3 separate regions of the Mus musculus genome follow, and regions 1 and 2 are each linked to region 3. A link is a contact called in public promoter capture Hi-C data. All regions are on one chromosome and are shown on one strand. Each heading gives the region's core, a stretch centred on a gene start, on an enhancer-like site or on the middle of the called end of the contact. The rest is flanking DNA. Distances are from core to core; before and after follow the strand shown. Region 1 holds the start of Prr7 (proline rich 7 (synaptic)). Region 2 holds the start of Dbn1 (drebrin 1). Region 3 holds the start of Cltb (clathrin, light polypeptide (Lcb)).

The links. Promoter capture Hi-C pulls out the DNA fragments that hold promoters and counts their contacts.
Region 1: a contact with region 3 is called in a promoter capture Hi-C map of frontonasal cranial neural crest. The contact joins the promoter of Prr7 here to the promoter of Cltb in region 3. A contact is called at or near these places in 1 of 39 promoter capture datasets (frontonasal cranial neural crest) and 2 of 115 datasets of contacts at active chromatin or transcription factors (embryonic stem cells and pancreatic cancer cells).
Region 2: a promoter capture Hi-C map of embryonic stem cells shows a contact between it and region 3. The contact joins the promoter of Dbn1 here to the promoter of Cltb in region 3. A contact is called at or near these places in 2 of 39 promoter capture datasets (cranial neural crest and embryonic stem cells), 1 of 484 Hi-C or Micro-C datasets (cortical neurons) and 1 of 115 datasets of contacts at active chromatin or transcription factors (bone marrow-derived macrophages).

The regions. Positions count from the first base shown.
Region 1 is chr13:55,462,697-55,466,113 of GRCm38.p6, forward strand. Prr7 (proline rich 7 (synaptic)) reads left to right here and starts at 1,571. Exons shown (of 3, transcript NM_001030296.4): 1 at 1,571-1,718.
Region 2 is chr13:55,485,875-55,489,693 of GRCm38.p6, forward strand. It overlaps Dbn1 (drebrin 1), which reads right to left and starts at 2,202. Exons shown (of 15, transcript NM_001177371.1): 1 at 1,989-2,202. The coding sequence starts at 2,074.
Region 3 is chr13:54,609,983-54,613,641 of GRCm38.p6, forward strand. It overlaps Cltb (clathrin, light polypeptide (Lcb)), which reads right to left and starts at 1,391. Exons shown (of 6, transcript NM_001347512.1): 1 at 1,096-1,391. The coding sequence starts at 1,282.

The sequences.
Region 1 (3,417 bases), core at 321-2,820, 850 kb after region 3:
GAACGTCTGTTGGGAGAGGACTTGTTGCAAGGTGCAGAGTTGATTGTTGCAGTTGCAAACATGCAGCCAATGTTAAAAGCTCTGCTTTGTGTGCTCTACTGGAGGTTGGGAGGGTCCCTGAAGGGTTAAGGGCCTGTCCCACCTTACACAAAAAGCACCCTAATATAACGTGGGTAAACCATTCTCTACTATTCCCATCCATGTGGATTAGGTGGTGGTAGGCTTACACACACACACACACACACCATGTGGGCATAGCTCAGCGGGACAGGGGCTTTTCTAGCATTTGAGAGAATCCTGGGGTTGATCCCCTGTATGATAAGGGAAAACCAAGTCAACTCAAAAAGGGGGGGGGGGGCAGGCTCCTGTTAGTTGCTAACATTACACAGGAGGATGTGACTACCAGAAAGAAGCAAGGGGCCCCAGCTGATTGTGGCTTGCCATTATTGAGTCTTAACTCTTGAGTCTCTGGAATCCTGGTGGCCAAATTAGAAATCAGACCAGTGTGTTGTGGAACAACTTTTGTTAGAGTCCTACCTTTGATGGCACCCATGGGTTGGTAGAGACAACTGTTATCTCCCTGAGAACCGGTTGTTCACACTCAAGGAAGGCACTAACCCCTAGGCGGTTGTGTGGAGTATGTATCCTTCTCTACCCCCAAAGCATGAGTTAGTTCATTGGACAGGCGTCCTAGATGTCACCTGTGCATTTGTCTTTACTAGAGCTACTGGGAAAGACAGTTTTCTCACTGGGAATGGCTGGCAGAGCTTAAATCCAGCTGTTGGAGACCACCCATACCTCCATTTGGGGGCAGCGTGCCTAATGCCAACGTTTGAAACGCCTGGAACCAACTGTGACATGAGTTCTGGGTTCACTGGCTTTATGTGCCCTTTCCCCTTGGCCTCCAGTTTAAGATCCTGGCTCTCAGAGCCATTACTGTTCCAGTTGACATGGTGGGAGGTGCTTCGGGGAGTTCACCCTTAATGCCACAGAGAAGTTGAAATAGAAACGGTAGAAAGGCAAGCACAACCAGTGTCAAATGAAGATGGAGCCAGCTATGAGCATGCCCGTGGAACCATAGCAGTTTAGTGCTCAGGTGGGTCTGTGATGCTTCTCAGTTGCAATGTTGGAATGCATACCTTCTGGAACAGTGGTTGGGGTCGTGAGTTGGGAGGAAGCCACACCGGGGTGCTGATTCCATCGAGTCCCTGCCCCCATTACCTGTGTTTGAATATGCCCAGGTTGAGCTGTGTGAGTCTCCGGGTTTGTTACCTCAGCTGCTCCGCTAAGCATCCGGCGTCTATGGCCGCAAAGCTGCCAGTGTGGCCTTCACCCCCAGCCCCTTTAGATAGCCTGTTGCCTGGGAGCTGTACGGAGTGTACTTTTTATTTTTTTGCGCTGGGATGCCCTTGGTATTGCGAGCCCACATCCTCTGCCGCGTCTGCGTGCGGCAGGTGGGTCCGGAGTCCCACCCACCCCTTCCCTCGCAGCAGCCTTGGCGGCGTGAGGGGGGGGGGGCTCTGTTGGCTGCGCGCGCGCGCACGCCAGGCTCAGCACGCGCCCGTGCGCGCGCCCCGCGCCTCCAGCCCAACGCTCCGAGCGGCTTTCGTTGCCACTGTCTGCTCCCCGGAGCCGCTGCCGGCTCCAAGCTTGGGTTCTGTCCGTTGGGCCGCTTGCCCCGAGGCAGGAAGACGAGTTCGAAGAGGATGCCTGGGCCCGTGAGTACCGCGACGGCTGCGGGCCGGGCGGGAACAGAGCGCGGGCGGAAGATGGTCTTCGGGCTGATGACCCTCCCTGCGGGTGGCTCAGAACCCTAGCCTGGTATCGCCACTCGGACCCCGACCGGGACAGCGGGCAGCCCCTCCCCCAGCCCACACCGGAGGGAAGGAAGGAGGGGAAAGTGAGCGAGGGAGCCGGAGCCGGGCGCGAGCGGCCACCAGTTCGCTTGGAAACCGTTGCCACAGCAACGGGGTTGCGCTCCCCGGCAACGCGACTGCGGGGTGGCGACGCCCCCTCCCCCACCACGGCCGGGGGCGCGGGAGGGGGGAAGGGGGTGCACTGTGGAGAGAGCATCGCTCTTCTGGCCAGTCTGGGTGTGCCTGCCTCAGCACGTCGAGGGTGGGGGTGAGGGAGAGCGGCTCCGTGGGCATGAGCCGGCTCCCACGTGGCTGCAGTCGTCGCAACAGGACTCCCAGGGTGGCTGCAAACGTGGAGGCGGCCCAGACCCTGGGCCTGCCACGGGAAAAAGGCCTGGAGGTTGGGTCTGGGGTCTCTGCCTGGTAACTACCATTGCTAGTATCACCACTAGGGTGGTCTCCCGTTCCCTTGAAACATGGCCTAACAGAAAATCGTATTCTCCGGAGGTGGTTTATTTGGTTTTTTAAACTAGAGAAGAGGAAAGAAGCTAGCAGCGTCTCTTCTCATGGCCAGTGCATGTGCCAAATCATGGGTTTGCGGTGGGCCTCTGTTTGATGTCCTAGCCACCATTCTCCAGGGAGGAGTAGAGACAGAGCAAAGGACACTGCTGACCCAGGAGAGCTGAATCCCAGGCCAGCTGGGAGCAACCCAGCTCATTGTCTGGACCACAGTGCCCCTTTCTTGTCTGCACAATGCCTTGACTGTGTGGGGTGGCATGGAGGATGGCCTGCAAAGAGGCCAGTGCCACATGGAGGTGCCCTGCCCAAGGGAGCTCCTCGGACGGCTGCTGAGTCAGAAGAAATGACCTCTGGCTCCCCTCCCAACCTCCCCTCATCAGACAGTGTGCTGGAGAGAGAAATGGCCCCCCTGCCAGCAGGACCTGACTCAGCAGATGCCGGCCCTGACCACAGGCTTCAGACCCAGCATCCCCAAAGCCACAACCAACCATCCCTAGCTTTCTCTTTCTATCCAGTGAAGTATCTGTGCCCAGGATCTGGGGCATTTGAGGCCTTGGCATAGGATGCCCTTAAATGGATGCTACCTGGGAAGGCAGGCAGGGAGACCTGGAGAATTAGTCACAGGTTCCTTTCATTCTCTGCCTGCTCTGTGTGCAATCTGAGTGCTCTACATCCTCAGTCTCTATCCTTAGAGCAGTTGTGCAAGGTAAGTTTGCTATGCCTGTTGTAGAGATGGAGAGTCTTGGGGCTCAGGAAGTAAGGGGACTTGCCCAAGGTCAAACACCAGTAAGCACTATCCTGGGTTTCCAGTGCAGGTCCCACTGCTGACATAGGCCCCCCTGAGCCATGCGATCCAGGCAGGAAAGGCTCTAGATGGAGCTTGCCAGAGGAACATTCTTAGCCTGCCTTCGTGTTCCTCCAGTGAGGAAGTTCCCCATTTCGAGCCTTGGTGCACCTTTCCTCCTTCTCGCTGAATCAGCTGGCTTCTTTCTCCCTCACATGCAGCACAGGGTGTGCTATTGATAGGCTGCCTTCTTGTCTC
Region 2 (3,819 bases), core at 952-3,451, 880 kb after region 3:
CTCTGCCTCCTAGGGGCCAGCAGCCCCAAGCTCCACTATACACACACACACACACACACACACACACACACACACAGAGTCAAGGTACAGGGAAGACATCCAATACTCATGACCCAACGTTTGAACCCAGACACCCCTCCTGCTGGACTCCTAAATGTGGGTCTGTCCTGAGCCTTGAGATCTCAGCCAGCTGCTGGTTGTAGGATAAGAGCTGAGAAGCACCACGCCATCTTCTTCAGGATGGGACCCTCACCACCCTTTTACAACATGCCGTTAAGGCCCTTGGAAGTAAGCACACATATAAGCGAGGGTGCATCTGTGCATCTGCACATGTCCCACACACAACCCAGATGGGGCTGGCGCACAGACCAAGGATGAATAACTCCTTCCCTTTGGCTACATGGATGCTGCTGGTGATGGAGGCCCGGGCCTGTTCTGAGCAGGATGCGGGGCAGAAGTCATTAGTAGCCCCAGCACTGGGTTGCCAGTGTCCAGCTTTCGAGGGGTTAAGAGATAGAAGGTGTTGTCTACACCCCATAGACTGGCCAGTGTTTCTCCTCAGGCAGGGCCACATCCCCAAACAGGCTCCTCCACCAGGCCACTTGTCCAGATTGCCTCTCATGATCTCAGCCCCCCAGGGGCAGGGCTGGGACAATAAGATGGAAACTGCCCTGCTTGCCCTGTGCTGGCCTCTCCTATAACTGACCTGCAAGACACGAGAACTTGTCTCCTGAGTCCATCCCTCTGGGCCTGGCTACCGGCCAGTGCTGCAGTACCATGGCCTGGACGCCTGGTTATTTTGTTCCATCTTCCAGCCCCCCTACCCGGTTGCCCTCCCAGGGTGAGAGTGAGGCCAGCCCAACTGGAGGCTCCCTCAGATCAGCCCCAACTCGGCCTCGGTTTTCTCAACGATAGCCTACTTCCAGCCTAAGGAGAGGAAAAGATTCAAATACAATTTTTTTTTTTGAGAAGAACACTTGGGGGCTGTGCCCTGAATGGGGCATCGGAGCCCCCTTGGTTTTCCTGACACCCTGAGACTTCAGACCAAGGCAGGTGGCTCACACCCTCCTCCAGCTCAGGGAGGGTAACAGCTGGGGAGGGGGAGATAAGCCACTCACTCACTCTGCCCCAGTCGGAGGTTGATAGCCCCCTGCTGCTGAGTGGAGGGGCTAGGGTCCCAGAGATCTACTCATCTGGCATCCCTCTGTGGAGGCTCCCTCCACGCTCCCAGCTGCCCCCCTAGCCAAGCTGCTCCGTCCATCTCCTGAGTCTCTTCCTGCCTATCTGCCTCGTCCTAGCGATCTGCTCCTTCAGCAGGGGAGAGAAGGGCTCAGCCCTGCCTCTTCCTCTGCGATCCGTGAGGGATAAAGAAGTCACTTCGTGGTTGCCATGTGGCAATCAACCTCCTTGTATCACACCCTAACCTAGATGTGGGGGGAGACAACCCCGAGAAGCCCCCGGTGGGCGGGGCACGCTGGCCCCCAGCCCTCGGCGCTCCTCCCCCGCCCTAGCTTTCCTTTGTGCTGTGGCCGGGCAGGCTGCTCTAGCTCCGCTAGCTGGGTCCCCGCCCCGTCCCCACCCGGTCCTCGCCCGCTCGAAGGTGGCGAAGGTGCCCTTGGCTGGCCCGTGCACACCTGTCCCCCGGGCCCGTGGAGGGAGGCAGGGTGAGAAGGGGGATGGGCTCCGACAGGACCGTAGGACCCCAGGCCCCACGTCTGGGCTCCACACCCGCGTGGCTGGCGTCCGGCTCCCGCGCCCCCAGTGAGCCTTAGGGCGGCCTCAGGGCGCCCCGGCCCGCGCGCCCAGCCTGGCCCGAGCGGCCCCTCCCCCGGCTCGCACAAAGGCAGCCCCTCCCCGGCTCTCCCGAGCCGTTGCACCATTTCGGGGTCTCCCCCTCCCTTCCCGGTGGCAGAGCCTCGGGGAAACAAAGGCGCGCGGCGGCCTGGGGACAAAGGGGCCGGGGGCGGGGGCGGGGGCGGGGGGCTCACCAGTCGGCTGCGCTCTCCTCCCGGATCACCTCCTCGTACGCCGCCAGCAGCTCCAGGCGGTGGCCGCTGAAGCTGACGCCGGCCATGCTGCGGGCCGGACCGAGGCCGAACGGACAGACGCACGCACAGGCGGACCGACCGACACCGGAGGGAGGGGATGAGGGAGTCGCCGCCGCCGCCTCAGAGCCTCTGCAGCGCTGAGAGCGAGCGAGCCAGCGGCCGGGGGAGGGGAGCCGGCCGGCGGGGGGCGGGGGGCGCTGGCTCCGCCCGGCTCACTCCCTCGGCTCGCTCGGTCCTAGCGCCGCCCCGGCCCGGCCCAGGGGGAGGCCCGCCCCCCCTTCCCAGTTTGCCCCGGGGCGTCCCACACACGCCCCTCACCCTGCTGGCCAGCACCGGACACTGAGCTTCCGCTCTGCTCCCAGGGCCAGTCCCATGCACCTGTCTTGTCCTCGTCCCCAACCTGGCAGCACACCCCTCTTCCCTAGCCATAAACCCACCAAGATTCCAGGCCCAGATTCATCCCTCTCCATCTCCCCAGAGTAATTGACCCAGCCCAACACCCTTGATCCATTTAACTCCAGCCCAGACTCACATCATTCCTGGGTCCGTTACACCCTACCTTAAACCCCTTATGGTCCTTACTCTGTCCCTGCCCGGATTCAGTTCCTCATCAGACCAGGCCTGGGTTACGTGTAGTCCATTTCCTCTGAAAGGACCCTCCCTAGTCTACCACCACTACTTCCATCTCAGCTACAGGCCCATGCTTACCTCTGCACACATCCCACCTAGTCACCATACCCTCTTGCTATGCCAGCCTGTCTGAATTCCACTCAGACCCCTCTTCTTAGCCATACCTTGTCTCAAGCCGTTTACACCCCACCTCCCTCATCCTTTACTTTCAGTCATTTTCTTCCTCCCAGATGGGTATCAAAAAAAAAAAAAAAAAAAAATGATGCCTTCTTTTCCAAGTACCATCCCTCCTAAGGAAGCCCAAGTAGGGTCCCCAAGGCAGGGCTCCTCCAAAGCCATTCCAGGGAGAACTTTCTGGCACTTTTTATTTCCCAAAGCTCTGAGTGCAGAAGGGACTGGGCCTCAGAGACTTCTCTATGGGGACATGGCTGCACAGAGCTTCCAGGCACTGTTTCCTGTGGAATGGAGAACACTGAAGCCCTCCACAGCTCTGGTTAACCTTTCCATACCCACTGGACATCCCAACCCATTTCCCAGGCAGGCAGGCAGGCAGGCAGGCAGGCAGGCAGGCAGGCAGACAGGCAGGCAACAGTGCCTCAGCAAGTTTCCCCTGGGGCTGATCTGTGAACAGGAGGTGGCTGTTTTCGTCGAATTCCTGCTCTGACTTGGTCAATCATCTCCAACAAGAAACCAATACTTACATTCACTGCAATGCCTTGGAATGGGACACGGGAGAGGGTGGCCTTAAACCTCTGTACTTCACAAGAACCCTGCTTCAGGAGCTATGGGTACCCATTGAACCCATGCACCCCATCCTTGGGAGTTTCTCCACCAACCTATGGTGAGTCCTGGTGAGTGGTCAGTCCTGGGCCCTGATCCCAGATGCAGCTGGAACTCAATGGTTAGGGCAGAGGGGAATAGAGATGACATCAGATGGGGAAGGAAAGGAGCAGGAAGCCAAGGTGAGAACAGAGCTGCAAGCCAGGCAGTGGTGGCGCACGCCTTTGATCCCAGCACTCAGGAGGCAGAGACAGGCAGATTTCTGAGTTCGAGGCTAGCCTGGTCTACAGAGTGAGTTCCAGGACAGCCAGGGCTACACAGAGAAACCCTGTCTCGAAACCCCCCGCCCCAAAAAAATCCA
Region 3 (3,659 bases), core at 141-2,640:
TCCAGTTCCGTGTATGTTACAAAAGGCTTATTACACTTATGTCAGAGTTTCTTCAAACGCTGGGCCATAGATACAGTTTCTTCCTTCTGTGTTCCCAGTGGGGACGGCAACACAGCAAGTGTGGAAGGAAAGAAAGATGAATGTATACATACAATATTTATTTCCAACAGGACCATTAAACCTCTTTAACATGACACCAAAAAATAACAAGGTCTACTAGGAGGGTCACCATGAAGGTCCATATTTGTACTAAATATTTAAATATATTTATAAGAAATTGTTCCTTGGGGCAGAAGTATCAATGATAAACATAACAATGCAGGAAAAAGGTCCTGAACCCTTATGTCTGAAGCCACACGCAGAGGTCCGGGCCACCTTTGTAAATCCACTAAACAAACAGTTACAAACAGGAAGGGCACAGCTCTTGGCCATTTGTGCCCCTGCCTAGACTTACAGTCGGGCCCATGAAGGACTGTGAGGTCTGGACAGGAAGAATTCAGCATCCGAAAGAAGGGGTTGAATTCTTTATTGCTACTTCCTAGTTGTTTTAATAGTGTACCCTTTGAAGCCAGTTCTAAAATGGGTTCAGTAACGTGTATGAAATTATTATATGTAATTAACATTGTCTCCCGCACTGCTGCAGGACTGCAGGTGATCCCCAAAGGATGAGCTGCGAGTTCTCTGAGCGCCCCCTGCTTCCCTGCAGAAAGGAACGCTAACGCTAACGTCAGGAGGACGTGTCCGTCCCACACCTGTATCACTTAGCTAGGACACTGGGACAGTCTCAGAACTGAGCAGGGGGAGGGTTCCAGAGCCAGGGTGGAGAAGCTGGCCTGGGGATGAAATGTCATGACTAAATTCCTGTCCCCAGAGTCAGCAGATCCAGTCTCAGCGCAGATTCCAACTCATCTCCCGGCTCCTTCCTCTTTTCCCAGGCCTCACGGATACACACAGCCCCCCGAGGTACCCTTGGTCACCCTGGATAGCCGGACTCAGAGTACAGCAGGGACCCAGGCCGGGTCTGACCGAGACTGGGCCTCCCGCCCCCGGTGGTGGCCTCAGCCTCCCCGGTTCCAGGCCGCTGCGCTGACTCACCCCCGCTCGCGAGTCCCGGCTGCGCAGAGGCCACCTGGCTGGCGGCAGGTGCCCCGAAACCCGGGTCATTCTCGATGCCAGCAATCTCGCTTTCCTGCTGGGCCAGGAAGGCGGCCGCTGGGTCCTCCTCGGCGGCCTCCGGGGCCCCGCTCTCCGACGATGAGAAGAAGCCGAAGTCCTCAGCCATCTTCCCCGCGTGGCTGCTGTCACCTCCCGCCCGCGCCCGCGGCCCGCACTTCCCGTCACCCGCCCGGCTTGCCTGTCACTGCGGCTGCAGCGGCGGCGGGAGGAGTCGCGGCGGGAATGCGGTGACGTCAGCGGCCGAGGGCGGGGCCCGCGGGGCTGGGTGGTCGCCCCGCCCTCGGTTCGAGCCCCCGAAGCCCACCTTCGGCTCCAGAGCGTGCCAGCAGCACTGGGCTGGCACCGGGTGCATTGAACCGAAAAGTTTCTCCCAGAGCTGATTTTGTGAGCTGCGTGATACAAGAGTACTCTTCCTGCGTAGGAGGAGGGAGCTGAGGCTGGGAAAGGCTTGAGTGCCAGGCGCGCACAGCAGAGCCTTGTTCTCTCAGGACTGAGTAAAGCATCCCGCCGCCCTATCTGTGTGATGAGCCCCTGAAATCAGGGACTGTTCCTCTTTCTCCCTGTCTGGTGACATTGATGTTCCTTAAGGCAACTAACTGGCTGATTGTTTTGTCTTTCAATTTGAGCTCTTTCTCTAGTTCTTAGAGCAGAGGGTCAGTTTGTCCCATTATTGGTTAGGTTCCCGTTGATTACTCAGTACAGTACAGGTGGAGCCTGCTTTTTTCTTTGGTAATTAATATACGTATTGTGACAGCAGATTGTATGCCAAACTCGCATTGCACATTGCAATTACTTTCGCGGTTTTTGTTGTTGTTGTTTTGTTTTTTAGTAGCCTGTTTGACCTCAAATTCTTGTATAGCTGAGGCTGGCTTCAAAGTAGTGATTTTTTTTTTTTTTTTTTTTTTTTTTTGTATTTCGAGACTGTTTTTCTGTATAGCCCTGGCTGTCCTGGAACTCACTCTGAAGACGAGGCTGGCCTCGAACTCTGAAATCTAACAGCCTCTGCCTCCCAAGTGCTGGGATTAAAGGCATGCGCCACCACTACCCGGAGACCTTTTTCAAAAATACAGTATCTTTTTTGGTTGTGTTTTTGTTTTTCAAGACAGGGTTTCTCCATGTATCCCTGGCTGATCCTGGAGCTCACTCTGTAGATAAGGCCGGCCTCAAATTCATAAAGATCCACATGTCTCTGCCTCTAGGATGCTGGGATTAAAGGCGAGCACCACCACTGCCAGGTGAGTACCTCTCTTTTAGTCTTTGTCAATTTATATATATATATATATGTATATATGTGTGTGTGTGTGTGTGTGTGTGTGTGTGTGTATATGTGTATATATATATATATATATATATACATATACATATATATATATTATGTATACAGTGTTCTGCCTGCATATATGCCTGTAGGACAGAAGAAGGCACCAAGATCACATCACAGATGGTTGTGAGCCACCATGTGGTTGCTGGGAATTGAACTCAGAACCTCTGGAAGAGCAGTCAGTGCTCTTAACCACTGAGCCATCTCTACAGCCCTCTTTGTCATTTTATACAAACAAGTAATGCATTTTGAGCATATGCTCCCCCCTCACATATCTCACGCCTCCCAGGTATCCCCTCCCTAACAGTTCCCCTCCCCCACTTGAAATTTTTTTATTTATTTATATATTTATGTGAGGACACTGTAGCTGTGCAAATGGCTGTGAGCCTTCATGTGGTTTTTCAGAATTGAATTGGTTTAGGACCTCTGCTCCCTCTCCAGTCAACTCTGTTCACTCAGTTTTTTGGTTTTCCGAGACAGGGTTTCTCTGTGTAGCTCTGACTGTCCTGGAACTCACTCTGTAGACCAGGCTGGCCTCGAAATCAGAAATCTGCCTGCCTCTGCCTCCCAAGTCCTGGGATTAAAGGCATGGGCCACCACTGCCCTGCCCAGCAGATTTATTTATTTATTTTGGTTTTTCGAGACAGGGTTTCTCTGTGTAGCCTTGGCTGTCCTGGCACTCACTTTGTAGACCAGGCTGGCCTCGAACTCAGAAATCCGCCTGCCTCTGCCTCCCGAGTGCTGGGATCAAAGGCATGCGCCACCAAGCCCGGCTGATTTATTTATTATTATACATAGGTACAATGTAGCTGTCTTCAGATGCACCAGAAGAGGGCATCAGATTTCATTACTGGTGGTTGTGAGCCACCATGTGGTTGCTGGGATTTTAACTCCGTACCTTCAGAAGAGCAGTCAATGTTCTTACCTGCTGAGCCATCTCACCAGTGCCCCCGCCCCCCATCCTCTCCAGTTTTTTTGTGTTAGTAACCCACTGAGTTCAATTAACACTGCCTGAAGGAATGAGCAGGCCATCACAGTGACGCACAGTGAGGTTACCCCTGTAATGTTCATGCCACTGCTACACCAGTGAGAACTTTAGGTTTTTGAGTCAGTCTCACTACACAACTGTCTGGCCTTGAGCCTGCTATGTAGACCAGGCTGG